Regions from separate parts of the Canis lupus genome. Here region 1 is linked to region 2. The links are chromatin contacts, called in public Hi-C maps. All regions are on one chromosome and are shown on one strand. The core of a region is the stretch at or near the end of the contact, and the rest is flanking DNA. Distances in the headings are between cores, read along the strand shown. Region 1 overlaps LOC119872835 (a long non-coding RNA gene). Region 2 overlaps EGLN3 (prolyl hydroxylase EGLN3).

Region 1 (7,038 bases), core at 941-3,440, 220 kb before region 2:
AAGATTTATGCTCTAGAACAAGAGGCCCACATATCAGGAGAGAGCTGACTTTCCAGCTGCCATTACCATTTCCTTTGTGAAAGCCTTTCCATGATTCTCTCCTTTCTATTCTTCTTTTAAAAGATTTTATTTATTTATTTGAGAGAGAGAGAGTGAGTGTGAGAGAGAGCAAGCACACCAGAGGGAGGAGAGAGAGCACTAGAGGGGGGGGAGAGCACTATAGGGGGGAGAGGCAGAGGGAGAGGGAGAAGCAGACTCCCCACTGAGTAGGGAGCCTGTTGGGGGGCTCGATCTCAGGATTCTGGGATCATGACCTGAGCTGAAGGAGACACTTAACCGACTGAACCACTCAGGCACCCCTCCTTTCCATTCTCCTTGAAAGATCCAGAGCCCTTATATGAACCCCACTTTACTTGCTGGCCTGAGTGGGTTTCTATTTCTTGCAAAAGAAGGACCTTAACTAAAATTTCACCAGGCAAAGAAAGGATGAAAGAGGGCACCCCAAATTCAGGCAAGAGCATTAATAAAAGCATGCACATGAGAAAGTTCACAGTTAATTGGGAAGAGTTCTCTGAATGAACATTGCTGCAGATAGTGTCTGAAGGGATGGCGTGGAAAATGAGGCAGGAGAAGTGGTTTGGAAACTGGTCATTATCAACCTTAGAAATTCTCCTCTTCGTAATTTGGAGTCAGCAGTGGAAGCCTGGTTGGCTTTGATTGCAGAGTAATGGGTCTGCCGAGTGTAGTGTGACTCTGTCTTCTCGCAGAGTGATAAGCACCTTGTCGGTGCCGTAAGTTTGGTGGTGGTTAGGCTGTAATGTCAGAGTTACATGATGGATTAAATTCCCCTTTAACTCCAGTGGAATTGTACCCTGAACACATCACAGAGGCCTCATTTGCTGACACTTTTCCAAAATGTACTGGGCTACTGTGATAGATGCTATTGGTGCCTCATCCAGATGCCCTTTACCCACTTATGCACACATCCTCCAGGTGCTGCATGTGCTGTAGCCAGGGGTTTGCATCTATGGCCTTCTTGGGAGTCACCTCATTTGGAGATACATGGAAGTTCCCACTGCTTGACCCCCATGACCAATGACTGAATGATTTAAGGGGGTATAGCAGGCTGGCCTCTTTGCCTCAAGGTGGAACAATTGTGCTAATGGATAAGGCCAAGCTGTGTGTTACCTGAGACCACATCCTTGCTCAGCATCTTCCCTCTCTCTCTCCTGCTTCCCTTGCTAGCTTGCAGGTTTCTCCTGGAGAGCCTGCCCTCAGTAGATCACAGGCTCTTTCTCAAGGAAATCTTCCCTAAGATGGTACCATTTATTTCAATGGACACCAAAGTTACATAGGTTTCTGGGTTTCCCCTCCATGAGCATAGTGGTCAAAGCTCAGATTCTGGGATAAGCCCATCTGCATTCATACCTTGGCCTTGGCACCTAATAGCTTCTGGTCTTGGCAGATTGCTCAGTCTCAGTATCCTAATTTGCAAGATCTAAATGGGATAATAATAGTACTTCGGGTTGGTGGGAGGATTAGATGAGATACTACTTGAGGCGTTTAGTGCAGCACTCACAAGAAGTAAAGAGCTCGTCAGCTACTATTATTATTACTTCTGGTTTTCTCTTTGACAGAGATACTGTGTGTAGTTACACAGGTGGTGTACTACACCGGGAGCCAGATCTAAGGGGTAGATTTATTCATTTATTATTTTTTAAAAGATTTTATTTATTTATTCATGAGAGACACGGAGAGAGAGAGAGAGGCAGAGACACAGGCAGAGGGAGAAGTAGGCTCCATGCAGCAAGCCCGACATGGGACTCGATCCTGGGTCTCCAGGATCACACCTGGGCTGAAGGCGGCGCTAAACCGCTGAGCAACCTGGGCTGCCCGATTTATTCATTTATGATGAGAGTTTTTTTGACATGTGAAAGAATTTGTCTTAGGGAAGGGACACTTTTTCCTAATTCTTACAGAGGTGCTAGCAGCAGACTGGCCTGAGGCAGAGTTCACATTTCTTCTTGTGTTCCCTCTATCAGTTTGAAACTCGGGCCCCTAGGTTAGCCTTGACTATGTGGTTGAACTTGAACAAGGTGGGATAACCCTTCTTTCTTCACCTGTTCTGGGTGCTCAGTGACAAGCAATGGCTGGATTTGCATTAGCCACACAGCTTGGCAATAGCTGCTTCTACTTAGACTGACATCGTCAGGTGACCGCTAGCTGAGTCATCTGTGGCCCTGTGCTCTGACAGTGTAAGGAGTGTGGTGCCCGGGCTACAGAAGAGGCCGTGGGCATACCTATCAGGGGGAATGAGTGACGGGGAAGCCAGGATGGGCAGCCAGCAAGGGTAGGTCTGAATGCCTGACACTCTGTTGTTTATTCACGTTGTGCCCTGGGGTAGAAAAACAGCAGGCAATGACACTGTCATAGTTAGCATGAGGTGATCAATAATACCCGGATGCCTTTCCTGCAGAGACAGATATTCACAGGAAGAAGCTCTTTGCTGTAGAAAGTTCTGCTTCTACCTCCCACCCTTTACCCAAAGTGCTAACCAGGCAGATATGTTCTCACCACTCTGGCCATTGTTTGTCACCTCATTTGAGGGAATGATAGTAGTCCTCTCTTCAAATTCACAGAGTTCACAAGTTCACGTGGCTGGCTGAGTGAATGCCTTATTTTCAGCCAAAATTTGTCATTTTCTAGGAATATGGGAAATTCCAGCTTCCCACCTTGTCACTGGATTCAGTCCACGAGGCCAGGAGCTGGCAGAAGAGGCTGAATTGCCCCATTTGACAGAAACTGTGGGATGGGGAGAGATTTTTGAGAGGCATTCTGACCACATTTCTATGGCGCAAGCTGGTGCAAGCCAGGAAGAGGAAACAAGGTTGTAGGCAGAATGTTGACAGATCTACTTGGCAAATGATTTGTGTGTGGAAAAACACGCCTTTTCTTAAAAGAAACCTGATATGAAGAGTACCATAGAGTGTTACTGGATCTGGAACACAAAGAGAAGCCTTTTTCTTTTGAAGGCCCAGTCACCCCATCCTCTAGTACATGGAGGGCTGTTGGCCTCCTGGATCCCTTCTGGGCAGCCAGCCTTTCCATAGCCCCTCCAGGAAACCAGTAAAATGAACAAATCCTTGGGAAACTACAGCTCAGAGACTTTAGGTCTTGACTTGCAAATTTGAATATGGCTGGGGTCCCATCTTGGATGACATAGGAGATGAGGCTTAACTTCTGAACTGTTGCTTCTAAAGCGGCAGAATCATGGTGAGCTGAGCATTTCTGGGTACCCAGTCAGAGAACTCAGAGTTCTAGTTGTATCAGATACCTCCTCTTATGATCTTGGGTAACCACCTCACACTTGGGTTTCCCAAGTAGGATAGGACAAAATCTTCATCTTTGTTCCCTTATGTGGGGCAGAAGGGGACAGGGTACCTTCCTCCTCATTGCTCCTATGGGAAAGAACATGCAACTTGATCATGTTGGGTGCATCATCAAAGTTGGGTATAAGGCTTCTGGAATGTGCCTGTAGTACCCAAGGCAGGAAGCTGCTCGGTGCCAGGGTATTCAGGATGCCTGGTCCCTCAGTCTGTATCACTTACTTCACATAACTCAGATTCATGCAGCCTCTTGAAAGAAGAAAGTTTATTTTGGCCTTTGGATACAATGCTATGTGACTTATGACACCTCCTAAGTGGCTGCCACATGGAGTGGTCGGTGAAAGCCTAGAAACCCTCTTCTTCCTCATGTTTGCTCACCAACTTGCAAAGTGCAGGAGGGCAAGGGTTACACAAATGGAGCTGGAATTTGGAAAGCTTTGTTCTTCCTTCATATATAAGTCTTTTTATATCAAAGGTTAGGGCAAATAGACTGTCCCTTGGGACAAAAGTCTAGGTTCTGCTGGGGAGAGGGGAAAAGAGTCAAACCTACTTGGAATAAGTTCACTGGGATAGAACTATATTCTACTTTGAGCCAAAACCCTGTGAAATCTCATGGGCCATGAAGTCCAATTAAAACAGAGCTGGGCACAGTGAGAGGCTAACAGGCATGCATAATTGTGAGAACCGGGATTTTAGTGGGGAAAGAAAAAAAAGCCAAGGAGAAGCCAAGGCCAATTATCAGAACTGCTAATTTTTACCAACCTAATCATTAATGAATACCATGTTTCTGAAAAGAATGTTAAGAGAATAATTGTATTTCAAGGGCTTGAAAACTGCTAAACTCTGAAGTTGTACAATTTGTGCAAATTAATATGATAAAAAGAGACAATTAAGGTTTATAATTAACAGATAAATACAAATGATCTGGTGAAGACAATCTAAGTTTCTGCTCTGTCTTATGAAGCAGTGTAATTGATTTTTATAAATGCTAATTTACAGTACATGCTCTGTTAACCGTTAACACGGGCAAGGGACCGTGGACTAAATGGAAGTCAAGGAGGGATGTGAGCCAAGGAGCTCACAGACTACATCTAGCTGAGGAGAAGAAACCGAAAAATATGCCAAATGTTGGAATGTTACTTTGAAAAGGGAAAGACACCACCCAGCAATGATCTTCCCCTCACTGGGGGAAAAAAAGAAAAGAAAGAAAGAAAGAAAGAAAGAAAGAAAGAAAGAAAGAAAGAAAGAAAGAAAGAAAGAAAGAAAGAAAGAAAGAAAGAAAGAAAGAAAAAAAAAAAAAAGTCCCTCGATTGTCTACGTAAATGCAATGAAGTTTTTCTCTCTTGTTCCTACACCTTTGAAAATTTTGAAAATTGGCCAGCTGGATTTTCCTGAAGTTCTGAGGCCCTGAGTGAAATGGTCTGACTCAAAGTATAGGCCACATTGTGTAAATAAAACGCACCTCAGTGGGGAGAAGTTTCCCGGGCAAGGGCCACTGAACTGTCCTGAGAGAGGCCTGCATCACCTCCGCTCATGAGCAGACTATTTGCCATTGGCTGCTGTGGACAGGGAACACCCAAGGTGATTCATATGTGACCTGCAAACCAAATGTCACAGGGGCCCACGTTCCAGATGGTAGGGAGTTTAGGATAGAGGTGCCTCTCAGCAACTCAGACAGAGGTGCTTCAGCATCAGCACGGCAGGGATTTGGTTATAGAAAGCTGGCAAATGAGGCTCCTGAGCCAGTCCAAGGAGGCCAGACAGTCCATAATCAAAATATTCCTTCCTTAATGAGAAAGGAAAGGGATTGCTCTGGATGTCCCTGTCAGACTGTACATCTCCTGAGGACAGGAACTATGTAGATTTGTATTCTTGGTGCCTGCTACAATGTTCTTCCTATGACCTGAAGCTGGAAAAGATTCGTTTTTGATAATGATAACAGAGGCCAGGTAATTCATATTCTTTACAAAAGAAATCCTGAAAATACAACTTTTAATTTTGACACTATGAAATCCTAGAGGTTTTTAACCTAACTCTGATTAACACTCTGCCTCTGAGTTTTCTTTTTTTAAAATTTTTTAAAATTTAATTTATTTATGATATTCACACACAGAGAGAGAGAGGCAGAGACACAGGAGGAGAGAGAAGCAGGCTCCATGCACTGGGAGCCCGACGTGGGATTTGATCCCGAGTCTCTAGGATCGCGCCCTGGGCCAAAGGCAGGGGCTAAACCGCTGCACCACCCAGGGATCCCCTGCCTCTGAGTTTTCAAGCTGAAATCAGCAAGAGAAAAAAAGAAACTGGATAAAAAGAATATCAGAGGATGTCTGGAGAGGAGCATCATTATTCTAAGGCTCAGACTGGTAAACTCAGGAACTGACGATTCAGTTACCGTTCCTCGTAGCCACGCTCCAGTAGCCTGTTTCTGATGTGAGGAGTCTCTCCAAGCATTTCCTGATGTAAACTTCTGGTGGGTGTGACATCACCTTCCATGCTTCCTCAATAGCAATTGTATTTTCAGAACTCATTGTTTTGGTTCCCTTTTCTTTGTCACATTTTGATGAATCATATATGAATTCTGAACTTTAAAATTCCTTAAGTTTATTAAGCAAAAGAAAAGGCAAAACCTACATTCGAGAAGCTAAAACAGAATGTACTTTTATCATTCTAGTCTGCCTTCATATTAAGTAGGAAGTAAATGCATGCTATAGACCAAGACTGTTTGGTAGAAATACAACGTGAGCCACACATGCAATTTAAAATTTTCTAGTAGCCACACTGAAAGAGAAACAGGTGAAAATAATTTTAATAATATTTTATTTAACCTGATACAATCAAAATATAATTTCAACACATGATCAATATAAAGTTATTAATGAGAGACTATATATATTTATAAGAAGTCTATTTTATACTTCTGGTGTATCTCAGTTGGCACTAGCCACATTTCAAGAAATCACTCCAAATGTGGTTGATGGTTAATGGATTGTATGATGCAGATAAAGAGAAAGAAAAGAAAAAAAAAAGAGAGAAATCACCTTAAATATATCTTCCACAGTTGTATTCATTTTTATTCTAATCATAAATCATACAAGAGTTATGGTGGAGATGAACTTGTAGTTAACTCATTACGTATAATATAAAGTCTAAATGGTACAAAGATGATAAGGCTGAATAAGTATATCTCACCCTTATTAATTTCATTGGATCTACTACTACTAAGCTAAGAAGAAACTTGCTGAGCAGATCCTAAGGAAATCATACGTTTATCTTGAGCCATCACCCAAGGGCTAGATTCAGAATATATAGCCCTATTGATGGTGTGGTGATCATAACCATACTTTTCTACTTTCATAAAGTCTTTTGCGCCAATTGGCTTAGCTAGATGTAGTACAAAATGGTTTCAGTCCATGTATGTGTCAGATACATAAGGGGCAACCCTTCCCTTCCTTTCCCTTCCCTTCCCTTCCCTTCCCTTTGTTTTTTAAGTTGTCTCCATGCCCAGCATCAAGCCCAACGCAAGACTTGAACTCAAAACACTGAGATCAAGACCTGAGCTGAGATTAAGAGTCTTGTGGTTCACCCATGGTATATGTCTTATGCAGCCACCAGGAGGTGACCTGAATGTCTCAGGGCCTGGGCACTCCACTCA
Region 2 (6,477 bases), core at 3,103-5,602:
TCTCCCTGTCATCCATTTTAATGTGATTCTCCCAGAATGTAAGTAGGCTAAAACCCAACAAGAATCCTGTCGTCTCCATGCTTTCAACAGACCCAACTGTGCTCTAACACCATTGTCTACTGTACGTGCTGCGAACGCACTTCTTACCAGGTCATTTAAGGCCCTCCCCGTCTGACCCCCTTGACCCCATCTGACCCTTCTACACTCACTCTCCTGCTGACTGACTTCCTTCCCTCCCACTCCCTGAAATGCTAGAAGCTAATTTGCCAGACACACTGAGCTCTGGGCTATTTGTCTCCTACTCTTCAGCATCCATCTTTGTGCCTTCTCCATGAGGCCTTGCCTTCTGCTCCCTGGAGAATAAGTGCCTGTATTTACCTCCTTCCTTTCCCTGCCCTCCGTTTACTTACGAATTCTTGAAGGCAGAGACTGTTAAGCAGATACTTTCAGGGCCTGGAGCAGGTCTCTCCCAATTCACAGGTGCCTGATTTAATTTCATCTTCAAACAGAACTTTGATTTCAAAGGATGGCAGGGTGACAGAAAAGCTATAAATATTTTGTTAGGTGAAAAAAAAAAAGAGCTTTTGCAGTATGGCCCCTAATTTGATATCAAAGTGTTTCTATATTTTATTATGTTAAACATGCTATGAAGGAGTATCCGAGAGACAAGACTTTGGCTTTCTAAAGGTTTCTTTTCTCGGTTCTGAAATTTTATTCTCGGTCCCAGAAAGTCCCCAGGTCACACCTGGATCCTGGCAGCTCATACAAACGGGCCTGCTGCAGAGAGCCCCCAAAAAACCCAGGGCCATGAACTTAGAACCCTGGCCTCTGATCCTGGCTCCCTGGCCAGTGGTGTCTCAGGACCTCAATCTCCACTTCTTCTTCATGAATGAGATGGATTCTTATTTTTATATTTTAGTTTAATTTAGTTGGTACTCACTACTAGGCCCAAGGTTGGGCATTTTACATTTCATGCCATCTCGTTTTCCAAGCCTTGCTTTCCTCATCTAGAACATGGATACGATCCTATTTATCGACCTCCAGGGTTAGAGGGAATTAAATGAAAATTGAGACTGAATTTCCATCTGAGAGGGCAAATCCGGGCTCTCAGTGCTTCTTATTTGATTCCCGAAGAGCCTCCTACCAGCAGTCACACTCCACCGCTGACATGACCGTAATCCTCAGCAGTGCTGCAGGAGTTACAATTGGAATGTTTCCTGCCAGCTTTAGGCAGCCCCCCGCCAAGCCTGTGCCAGAAACTGCCTGAGGGGTTCCTCTCCCCTCCTGCTGTGCCCACCACCTCCTCCATCTACCCACCACCCTCCCCTAATTAGCCAGTGCACTTGACTCATCACTCCGTACCTTTTATCATCTAGGGTGAGGCACGGCACAAAACCCCTTGATTTTGCCACAGGATAGACCATGGTTCTCAGTGTGGTTGTCAGACCAGCTGTATCAGCATTGTCTGGAAACTTGATGTAAATGTAAGTTCTTGGGCCTCTCCCCAAACCTAGTGAATCAGACACGCAGGAGTCCTGCAGGTGATTCTCACACATGCTCAAGTCTGAGAAACACTGAGTGAAATTAGTACGAGGAGGCTGAACACCGAGTGGGTGTCAGATCTTCCTACACTTTGTTAGTAAGAAAATCAGAGTTTAATCCTTCGATCCGATCTGAGTTTATTCATTGCTAAAACGAAAACACACAAGGGTGTGCAGTTTATTTGGAAGATGGTTGAGAAAAACCCACCACCTGTAAACATGTTAAGACATTTTTTTCCTGAGGCGCCTGGGTGGCTCAGTCGATTAAGCATCTGCTTTAGACTCAGGTCATGATCCCAGGGTCCTGGGATCGAGCCCTCCCTGGGGCTCCCTACTCAGCGGGGAGCCTGCTGCTCGCTCCCTCTTCCCTCTTCCTACCACTCCCCTACTTATGCTTGTGCTCTGCTGGATAAAGAAATAAAATCTTTTTAAAAACTGCATGTTTTCCTATTATCTTGTGTCAGTAAACTTAAATTTGCTAAGAGCTCGAATTGGAGCGAAATTTGGAACTGATTTCCTTCCGTTGACGTTCAGTGCCGGGGGGGGGGGGGGGGGGGGGGGGGGGGGGGGGAAGAGTCTTTGTTAATGTCTGCAGGATATTGCCTCCCTCCGTGTGTCCAACAGTCTTGCAGAAAGTGTGAGCTGAAGGCACCAGGAGAAAGGGGAAAGGATCCTCCGGATTTGGGAAGCACTCAGTGCGGTGGTTCCATGCTGACTATTAAGCGCTCCCTGTGAGGACCGTAGGGAAGCCTCTGGCCTCTGGGGAGCCTCTGGCCTCTGGGGTCGGATGGCTACCCCCTGGGACACCGGAGAAGGCCGAGATGAGCAGCTCTCCGGGGGTACGGAGGAGAGTGACCGCAGATCCAGCTTGACGGGAATCAGCGATAAGACCTGGTGGAGGTCAGAGAGTAGCTGCTGCTTGGCCTTTTCTTACTTCTTCGGCATGGAGGCCTTTGCTTCCTAGTTAAAGGTTTGGGTCTGTATCTGGTAAGTCGTAAGAGTCATTGGAGAGTCATCCTTGTCGCTCTACCTTGGAGTTAAAGCGGTCACTCTGGACATTAGAGCACCTGTTTTCACTTAACAGATGCTTCCTGATATTTCAGAAGCAGTGTTCAGTGGTGGAAAGACCACGCTTAGTTCTATAATGTTCCATGAGTTTTGGTTTCTGCTTGTATATATCATGGAAAGAACATGGGGACAGTTAAATTAATGATCCCTGTCCCCTCAGTTCAGAGCCAGGCACTCCTTTCTGGTCCCCTCGCAGTTCCCCAAAATAGTCAATACTCTGCTCTCAGAGGAGCATTTTACTTTCTACCCCTTCAAGTTATCCCTTTGGATCTCGCCCCTCCTCTAGGGCCTAGGGGGTCTGTACCCAGCATATTCTAATTACCATGATCTTAGAAAGTTCTGTATTCAGTGAATTCCAGTTAACACGGTAGTGCTGGAGTTGTCTCCTAAACAAGCTTTGTGCGTGAGCAAGGAAAATTTATCTCATCCCTGGGATTCCTTTGAGTTGACCAGGTGCCGCTCCTGTTACGAAAACACTTGTATTTCCTTTATGATTTTTTTCTTAATTGGTCGTTTATCTTCTGACTTTGAAACAAGTCCAAAAACCTTGGCTGGTGTTGACCTGAGCTGACAAGGAAAGGTCCAGAGACGCTGACTTCCTCCTATAGAACCTGAGCAGAGCGGCCTGGGGATGACTTGGGCTAATTGTTGAGCAATTGCATGCAGAGCAGATTAGGGGCTCTGCTGGGGCTGCAGAGAGTTTAGGGCGGGAGTGAGTTTGTCTTGCAGCGGGAGGAACTGAAGCCAAGACCAAGTGGACAGCTGGTACTCTGCGCCAGGATTCAAAGTCACTTTGCTTTGCCCTGTGCTTTTGTTAACCCCTCCCCCCCTACTTTGGAGTTTTCCTTCACAGACTCAATACCAAGCACGCTTCTCTTTCACATTTTTTTTTTTTTTGCACTTTGCAATTTCCTTGATTATGGAAGGGTGAGAGGGATTCAGATACTTCAAGTACAAATGAAGATCTCTGTTCCCCCGAAAAGGAGTGACTTGGTTAATGCCAGACATTAGGTGAGCGTGACTTGATGAGGACAGCCCCACACTCCGTAGCCAGACTCACTGGGTTCAGAAAGCAAGGGACCTAACCTCCTCATGCCTCGGTTTCCCCATGTGTCAAATGGATATAATGATGGCTCCTGCCTTATGAGGTTATGAATATTGAATGAGGGAATATTCATGAAGCATATAGAATGGTGTCAGGCAGGTAGTAACCATTATACAAATGTTTGTTCAGTTAATAAACGTTTACTGAATGTCACGAATGCTAATTCCAGCTAATTTGCTGTGTGTCATTTCTTTCATTGAGCAGATACATTTTTCCAGGTACCAAAAGGCACATGTAAATAGGAGATCTGGCTTCCTAGAAAATTCTCCGACTTTATTTTATCCGGCATAGTTGCAGTGTCCCCTAATTAATACTCTGAAAATTCATTGGGAATGGTAGGTAAAGCGCTTGCCTGGTTTTTCTTAGCTTAAGGATATTGTTTCAAGACATTTTTCCTGATGTGTTTTGACCGGTAATTTTTTTTTTTAATTTCCCATTTATAAAATCTTGTCTTACCAACTACATGTGAGTTATCATGGATTCCCTTATTTTAGAATTCATGGCAGATGAGAAGTTAAGGACGGCCACACTTAATTCTGTGACAATCCTGCAAACCACAAACATTCCTGTTTTCTGTTATTCCCAGAGCCTTTGGAGGGCTGCAGGTAAAGTTTTGTTTTTCTGAGAAGTCTGCTTCATACATCAGAAGTTAAGTGTTGGGAACCCTGGGTGGCGCAGCGGTTGAGCGCCTGCCTTTGGCCCAGGGCGCGATCCTGGAGACCCGGGATCAAATCCCACGTCGGGCTCCCGGTGCATGGAGCCTGCTTCTCCCTCTGCCTGTGTCTCTGCCTCTCTCTCTCTCTCTCTGTGACTATCATAAATAAATGAATAAATAAATAAAAAGAAAAGAAGAAGTTAAGTGTTGTGAGTCCCTACCCCCTGTTGCCTTACTCATGAATTTGCTTTTCTATGCAAAGAAGATAACTAACAGGGTGGGGCAGGGGGTGTAATGACTTCTGCTGAGAACCCGTGAGCAGCAGGACATTAAACGGGAGGGCGTGTGCAAAGTGCCACCTGGCTGCACAGGTCCTCAGGACACGGCTGCTCTTAGCGTGTGGAGCAAGGCGTCGGGAGGGATCCAGTTGGACGCCCCTCTTAATGTCCTTCACCCTGAGTCTGGCTGACTTTTGCGGATCTCCTAAGTGCAGGGAAGCCCTTCTTCAGAACACTTCTCGGTGACTCGGGCGGTGGGGGGGGAGGGCTGTCCTGTGCCGGTTCCCTCCGAAGTCTGCCCTGCGGTGCGCTCGGGTGTGGGCTGGCTGCCACCCTCACGCAGCGCACGTAGCCCTGTCACTCAGCCGTCACCCTGCTGGCCCGGAGCCAGGCCTCGGGGGAAGGGCCGCCTCTCCAAACCCAAACAGCCTGTATTGATATGTCGGTGCTCCTCCGCCTGTTTACTGTGCCTAATTGCAAAGCTCTGGCTGAGCCCTCTCCGAGGAGAGGAATTAACCACAATTCAGAAAGGAATGACAATAGTTTCTTAAATTCTTGGCCTCAGCAGAGTTTCAATGGCTTCTCCTGGGAGAATGATTCACTCAAGTTCATGCACGAAATGCAGGATTCCCTGGAGTAGGATCTAGATCTAGTACAGAGTTTACAGGCCTGTGACTCTTACGGAGACGTGTGTGTGCGCGCGTGCGCGTGTTTCTGGGGTGGGGGCGGGAGCCTAACTCTTGAATGTAAGAACCCCAAGGGGCGCTGGCATCTGGTAAAACTGCCCTCCCTGAGCTAGGAGAATTAAATCGAAGGTTCTAGAGTCTGGGTAGTTGTTGATCGTTTGGATGATCCCAAAGCGAGGACCAAACTCATAGTAGAGCAGCAGATCGAGGGTGCAGGTGGAAGTCTACCTGGGGACAGGTTTTCAAGTGAAGCTGGTAAATTCCTGCCTTTACAGGCACGATGCTCTCACCTGACCTGAAAAGGGGTGAACTCACGTCACCAGAGCCACTGAGAGTTGGTTATGCCTCTTTACTTTTCATTTTCAGAATTACCTAAGCTCTTGCATTTCAACGAAATTCATGCAAGGCGGGTGGGGGGGGAGGGGGGTGGTTGATGATTATTGCTCTAAACCGAAGGTGAGGTTTTGTGTAGCAACGTTCTGGGTTCAGGAGGAGGCTTCTAAAACAAATTTTTTTTATTATTATTTTTTAAGAAAGCCCCATGTACAGTGTGGAGCCCAAGACAGGGCTTGAACTCAGGACCCTGAGATCAAGAGCCAGATGCTTAATGGACTGAGCCACCGAGGCACCTCAGAAAGAGGCGTTTTTAGTGTGGATTTAGAACAAGGGAGGAAGACAGAAGTGGTTCTCCGTGTAGAAATCAAATAGCAGAAAACATTTTAATGAATAACGTGAGGTTTGTTAAAAGGATTACTTACCTTACAGTTAGTTGTATTTGACTGGTGTTCTGACTCCTGTGAATTGTCTGGTCAGATACTGAAACTTTAGGAAGGGGAACATGCTCGTTGGCCAAGGCTCACGTTCCCCACCAAGAGCATATTTCCTATTTTTTTCCTCATTTTGCTACATCAATCTTTAACTAGAAGCAGAAAAAGGAAGGAAATAGCTAGGTTTGCTCTTAACCAACAAGACAGATAACAAGCAAGATGCCAAGATAACTAGTGACAGTTTGCAGAGTTTCCTACTTTTTTTCGAAAGTACCTACATTTAACTGAATAATTCCTTTACGCCGATCTAGATGAAGTTAGAATGAATGTAAAAGGTTCTAAAGCCCTTTTCTTGTTCATGAGCAGTTCATCACCAC

The links. A called contact is a pair of places that touch in the nucleus more often than the background predicts.
Region 1: a Hi-C map of blood shows a contact between it and region 2, with 4 times the contacts expected there. The contact joins two enhancer-like sites. A contact is called at or near these places in 2 of 9 Hi-C or Micro-C datasets (both in blood).

What each region holds. Positions count from the first base shown.
Region 1 is chr8:13,258,698-13,265,735 of UU_Cfam_GSD_1.0, reverse strand. All of the region lies in intron 1 of LOC119872835 (a long non-coding RNA gene), which reads left to right. It also overlaps the pseudogene LOC100688528. Among named protein-coding and RNA genes, the nearest start is that of EGLN3, 200 kb to the right of the region's middle. Within about 2 kb of position 2,190, at least 3 of the 20 cell types and tissues checked have an H3K27ac peak or open chromatin away from gene starts, as enhancers often do. A contact at or near this core is called in blood, where this site is marked.
Region 2 is chr8:13,044,681-13,051,157 of UU_Cfam_GSD_1.0, reverse strand. All of the region lies in intron 1 of EGLN3 (prolyl hydroxylase EGLN3), which reads left to right. Among named protein-coding and RNA genes, the nearest start is that of EGLN3, 12 kb to the left of the region's middle. Within about 2 kb of position 4,352, at least 10 of the 20 cell types and tissues checked have an H3K27ac peak or open chromatin away from gene starts, as enhancers often do. A contact at or near this core is called in blood, where this site is marked.